2 separate regions of the Mus musculus genome follow, and region 2 is linked to region 1. The links are chromatin contacts, called in public HiChIP or PLAC-seq maps. All regions are on one chromosome and are shown on one strand. The core of a region is the stretch at or near the end of the contact, and the rest is flanking DNA. Distances in the headings are between cores, read along the strand shown.

What was found. HiChIP or PLAC-seq counts read pairs in DNA pulled down with a chosen protein or histone mark.
Region 2: a contact with region 1 is called in an H3K4me3 HiChIP or PLAC-seq map of embryonic hindbrain, with 4 times the contacts expected there. The contact joins the enhancer-like site here to the promoter of Tnfrsf21 in region 1. A contact is called at or near these places in 4 of 39 promoter capture datasets (the C10 cell line, cranial neural crest, maxillary cranial neural crest and 1 more), 1 of 15 datasets of contacts at CTCF or cohesin (large pre-B cells) and 2 of 115 datasets of contacts at active chromatin or transcription factors (embryonic hindbrain and stem cell-derived neural progenitor cells).

Annotation. Positions count from the first base shown.
Region 1 is chr17:43,015,305-43,018,004 of GRCm38.p6, forward strand. It overlaps Tnfrsf21 (tumor necrosis factor receptor superfamily, member 21), which reads left to right and starts at 1,251. Exons shown (of 6, transcript NM_178589.3): 1 at 1,251-1,788. The coding sequence starts at 1,693.
Region 2 is chr17:43,433,086-43,435,785 of GRCm38.p6, forward strand. All of the region lies in intron 10 of Adgrf5 (adhesion G protein-coupled receptor F5), which reads left to right. Among named protein-coding and RNA genes, the nearest start is that of Gm25135, 20 kb to the right of the region's middle. Within about 2 kb of position 1,451, at least 4 of the 459 cell types and tissues checked have an H3K27ac peak or open chromatin away from gene starts, as enhancers often do.

The sequences.
Region 1 (2,700 bases), core at 1-2,500:
ATTTAAAAAAATTTTTTACTGGAAACTTAATATTACAGCATTCCCCTTCAGGGTTTATGGTCAAGCTTTTTTAAATATATGTTTTATTTCTTTAACTGGCAGATGTTTGAAAGATGAGAGTAGGATTAATCCTCATATTAATTTTTAAATACATCTCATTCTTCCAAAGAATGCCGAGAAAAAGAACCAACTCTCCATGTAGTAACTGGCAAGGAAGGAAATAGGGCTCCTACCATGGCAACTCCCTGTCAGGGATGCTTAGTGTTGTTTCTGTCCAGGTTCCTCACTGCTGAGAACAAATAGCCAACAATACTGAGAGACGGGGAGGTTTCTTCTGGCTAACAGTTTCAGGGATACAGTTATTGCAGGAGAGGAGAGGAGAGGAGAGGAGAGGAGAGGAGAGGAGAGGAGAGGAGAGGAGAGGAGAGGAGAGGAGAGGAGAGGAGAGGAGGCAGCTGGTTAAACCGGGTCTGCAGTCAGGAAGCAGGGGAGCCACACATAAATGCCGAGACTACACTTGCTTTTTCCTTTTGCTCCACTGTGAGAACACAGCAGACCTCAAAACACAGCAGTTTGGGAACCAACACACACGTCTCTTTGTGTCTGGCAATTGATGTAAGCTCCATGGTTTTTGCTTTTTTTCTAGCTCCTTTAATTGATTGATTGATTGATTGATTGATTGATTGATTTCTGAGACTGGATTTTGCTCTGTAAGCCAGGCTTGTGTAGAACTCCAATTTTGGCTGGCCTGGAATTGGAGAAGTTCATATTCTCATTATACAGAGTGCTTAATGGCACCGTTATGCTCAGGTCATTCATTCATTCATTCATTCATTCATGCATGCATGCATGCATGCATGCATGAGATAGGAGTTTTCTGTGTAGCTCAGAATTTCCCTCCAACTTCAAATTCTCCTTCCTCAGCTTTCCTGGCAATGAAAATACAGGCCTGCGCCATTATGCGCAAGTTATATTGGCTGTTGTTAATATTTATGTTAGGAAAAGAAAATAGTCTCTGTTTTACATACAATCTACTTGGAATCATTTTTTTTTTTTAAAGTTAAGTCGGGGTGAGGGGTGTGTGCAGGTTAACAAGCAAACGCAATTCCTCCAGCTAACGCCAAGGGGCACCCTCTCCTTCCCCTCGGTTTCTGGAGCGCCTTGAGTTCTTTCCATCTGCACAAAGAGCCCGGCCTCCTCCCGGGTGACATCACAAAGGGTCGTTCTCCGCCCCTTCGGCGCCACCACGTGTGTCCCCGAGCTGAGTGGCCATCCGACTCAGTCCCTCGCCGGCCGGTCTAGGCAGCGGAGGAGGCGAGTGCTTGATAGTGGCTGGAAGCTTCGCTATGGGAAGTCGCTCTTTAGCACTGTCGCGGCTAGCCCTGCTCTCTGGTTCTCCGCAGCCGCTGTCGTTGGAGAGCACCGGGAGGCGCGGGTTGCGAGCGCGCCTGCTTCTCACCGCCCGGGCGCCAGCGCCCCTGGGCAGGTGCTGAGCGCCTTTCGGAGCCTCCCCTGCTGCCTCCCTCTTCCGCCTGGGTGCCTGGCTGCTGCAGTGCACATGGGCTGCTGGAGGTAGATGGGCTCACCGCCCGTGAGGCGGCGGTGGATGCGGCGCTGGGCAGAAACAGCCACCAATTCCAGCTGCCGTGGGGCCGAGCGCCCCGGGCGCCGCTGCGAGCCCCGAGCTCGGCCATGGGGACCCGGGCAAGCAGCATCACCGCCCTCGCCTCTTGCAGCCGCACCGCCGGCCAAGTCGGAGCCACGATGGTCGCCGGCTCTCTTCTCCTGGTGAGCGATAGGAGGGGACCCTAGGGTGGCGGCTACGTTCGAGCCTGTGTCCGGGAGCCGGGCGGGTCCTCGGGCCCGTAGTGCCGGAGGCGCGCGGTGGGACCAGACGGGTTGGAAGGGTTGGTTACAAGGCAATAGCCAGACCGAGGAGGACTCCTACTAGATCGTGTGTGTGTGTGTGTGTGTGTGTGTGTGTGTGTGTGTGTGTGTGGTGAGCTAAGGCTAGTGAGTGTTAAAGAATTATTTTTCTTGCAATCTGGCTGCTTGAAGGAGGCGCGAGAGGTGTCCGCCTCGAGGTCCTGCGCATTTTTGGGTTTTTGCCCCCGACTCGGCCTATCTCGCACCCCAACACCCAGCCTCACCCCAATATCATTCGCTGCCAGACCCTCGGCGCGGTGCGAGGCCCGAGTAGTCCTGTCAGTAGCCAGCTGCCGGTTGTGGCCGCTCCTTTGTCGCTACTGCAATGTCATGTCCGGATGCTACCGCAGTGGAGACAGCCGGATCGGTGCGCTCCGGACGCGAGCAACCGCTGCATGCTTCCGCGCGCGAAGCTTTCCGGAGTAGGGCGCAGGCCACCCCTTGCTTCAGCTTCCTTGCTTCTCTCCTCCCTCTTAGTTCAGATGGGTCCTGATTTCTGCAAGCCAAAAGAAGAAGAAGAAGAAGGAGCCCGGGTGGGTGGTGGGGGTGGGGTGGGAGGGGGAGGAGGAGAAGAAGGACCCAGAGACCCAGGCGCCTCTAAAGCACAGGCTTGGAGCCAACCGGCGCTGTGGCTCTCAGTCGAGGGGGAGGGGAAAGAGCTACATAAAGGACGATTAATTTTCCCCATCCTTTTCTTATTTCTCCCTTTCTGTGTTTAGACATGTCACCAAGCAAGATGATGCAGGCTCTCTCAGCACCCAAATCTGGGGCGTG
Region 2 (2,700 bases), core at 201-2,700, 420 kb after region 1:
CTGGTCAGTTTGAACCAAGACAGTTTTAGGTTTCAACCCTGAGAGGGACCTGGGTTTCAGCACCAAGAAATAGCTTTTCTCGGCTCACATGCTAAGCAAATTCAAGCCAAATTAAAAGTATAAAAGCATAAAAGCAGGTTTATTTGGGAACAGCTCTCAGGTGGGTTCACCTGTCTCAGGAGACAAGGCTAGAGAAATCGACATGAACAGGGAGACAGAGAGAGAAGGCAGAGGAGGGAGGGAGGGAGCGAGCGAGGGAGGGAGGGAGAGAGAGAGGGAAGGAAGGAGCCTGACTGTGTGCAGAGACTAGAAAGGAGGAGCACACAGAGAGAAAGACCTGGAGTGGTGGCCAGGTCCCTTTGTCCACAGCACACACCTAGTGCACCTGGCGCACCTGACTGTGGCAGGTGATGACATAAGCTGTTGCTAGGTCCCTGAGAGTAGGGGGTGAAAGTGCCTGTATATTAACAGGGTTAGGATTCGAGTCCTGGGTTTGAAACCTAACAGATAGGGAGTCTGATAGGCCTACAACATTGACATCAGCATGTCCTGCTGATGGATAGGGGTGGGGAAGGGGGAGTACCAGTGGGAGGAGAAAGCTCATGTAGTCTTTGTTTTGAGATACCAGACTTAGGTCTCAGGTCAGGAGGGTGAGGAATAAGCTGGAAGTTTGCCATCTTCAGTATCTGTTTTCAGGTCCTCTCTCTATGTGTCTGCCTCTCAGGGATATGTCTAACCTGTGGTCCTTCAGTGGCACACATTGTGTTAAGAGCATTTGACTTTACTCGGTACCCACAGTAAGCATTTAAAGGTGAAAGGAAATTAGATGCTCAGAGCTCAAGTTAGAAACCTAAACTTTCACTGGACATCATGATCGACTACTTGTACTTGAAGCCCAGGAAGCTGAGGCAGGAGAATCACAAATTAAAGGCCAGACTAGATTACACATGTAATGGTTTGTATATCCTTGGACCAGGGAGTGGCACCATCTGGAGGTGTGGCCTTGTTGGAATAGGTGTGACCTGGTTGGAATGGGTGTGTCACTGTGGGTGTGGGCATAAGATCCTCACCTTAGTTGCCTGGAAGTCAGTCTTCCACTAGCAGCCTTTGGATTAAGACATAGAACTCTCAGCTCTGCCTGTGCCATGCCTGCCTGGATACTGCCATGCTCTCACCTTGATAATAATGGACTGAACCTCTGAACCTGTAGGCCAGCCCCAAGTAAATATTGTTTTTTATAAGACTTGCTTTGGTCATGGTATCTGTTCACAGCAGTAAAACACTAACCAAAACAACACAGCACTTTCAAAGCAAGCTTGGGCTATAGAGTGAGACCCTGTCTCAAAACCCAAACCAAGTCAACCACAAAAAGAAAATGAAACTTCCAGGTGGCACAGTGAGTAAGTTGAAGAGAGAATTAATTCTGAATTGAAGCCCAGATGTAATCAGTTGCAAAGTTCAGACAACAAACAGCGGGGCCCGGGGGGCAGGGGTGGTGGGTAGGGAGTGACCTTTCACTGCTGGAGATGGCCATGTTTCAGGAGTGTAAGCTCAGACAGGGTTTTCATAAGCGAGTGGAAGCACAATGTGAGGAAGTTCGGGTAATTAAAGCGGCTTTAAGTGTTTTAATTTGGGTTCCTGCCAATAGCACTGGCAGGAAACCCTGGATGTGCGAATTCTGTCTGGGGAAAAATAAAGAAATCGCACGTGTTGAGTTTGAGGTACCAGAGATGTCAAATCAACATTGGGAATTTGCCTTCAGAGTTTCCAACCAGATCATTCCTCTTAGAGTAGTGAGGGAAGTCATCCAATCTCAGTTCATAGCAGGAGCCTCGGGGTGGGGTGGGGGGCTGATGTTGCCAAGGGAGTGAAGCAAAGAGGAGCAACAGTGGAATAGGATGGGGTGGAGGGGTGTGGCTGGGGATAACACCAGGAGCAACATAGGCATTTAAGAAGGATGCTCAGGAGAGGGCCCTTGAAAGGAAGCCCAGGAAGATGAAAACAGGAAAAACAAGGAAGGCCCCAAGGGAGGCTCACACAGCTACTGCTGAAAGAAGATGGCTGGCAGTGGAGGCAACATGAGGAGAAGCCCAAGATGGAGGAAAGAGAAGGTGCCGTTAGCCGTAAGGAAACACTTTTGACAAAAGTAGAGGGTGACAAAGGCCAGTTTCAAAGATCTAATGACAAGACAGGAATGGGAAGCCCTCAGGTATCAAATGCAGAAGCATCATGAGAGGGGGTGGGGCTAGAGCAGCTTTCATGTAAGCAGACTAAGATTTGACCTGCAGAGAGAGGCAACGTTCTCCCCATCTACAGTGTGTCAAACCTGTAGGATCCTTAGTGCAGGTGTGGCTTTCTCATAAGAGCTAGGTTCAAGAAAGGATGAACGGAGGGCAGGCCTTAGAGAGTTAGAAGTGATTTTGTCAAAGAGAAAAAGAGTGGAGATGAGTGGAGTGACCTGAATAGACACTTAGGGAGGAAGGCTGCTTGGACTCCCTACTTTCCTGTGGTTGTGATCAAATACCCTGACTGAAGGACAAACTAGAGAACCAGGGTTGATTTTGGCTTTCAGTCCCAGAGCAGACACAGTCCACCATGAAGGAGAAGGCCTGGCAGTCAGCAAGCAGAGTGATAATGTCTCATCCACACACAGGGATCTGAGAGAATGGGAAGTGGACCAGGCTATGAAAACGTAAAGCC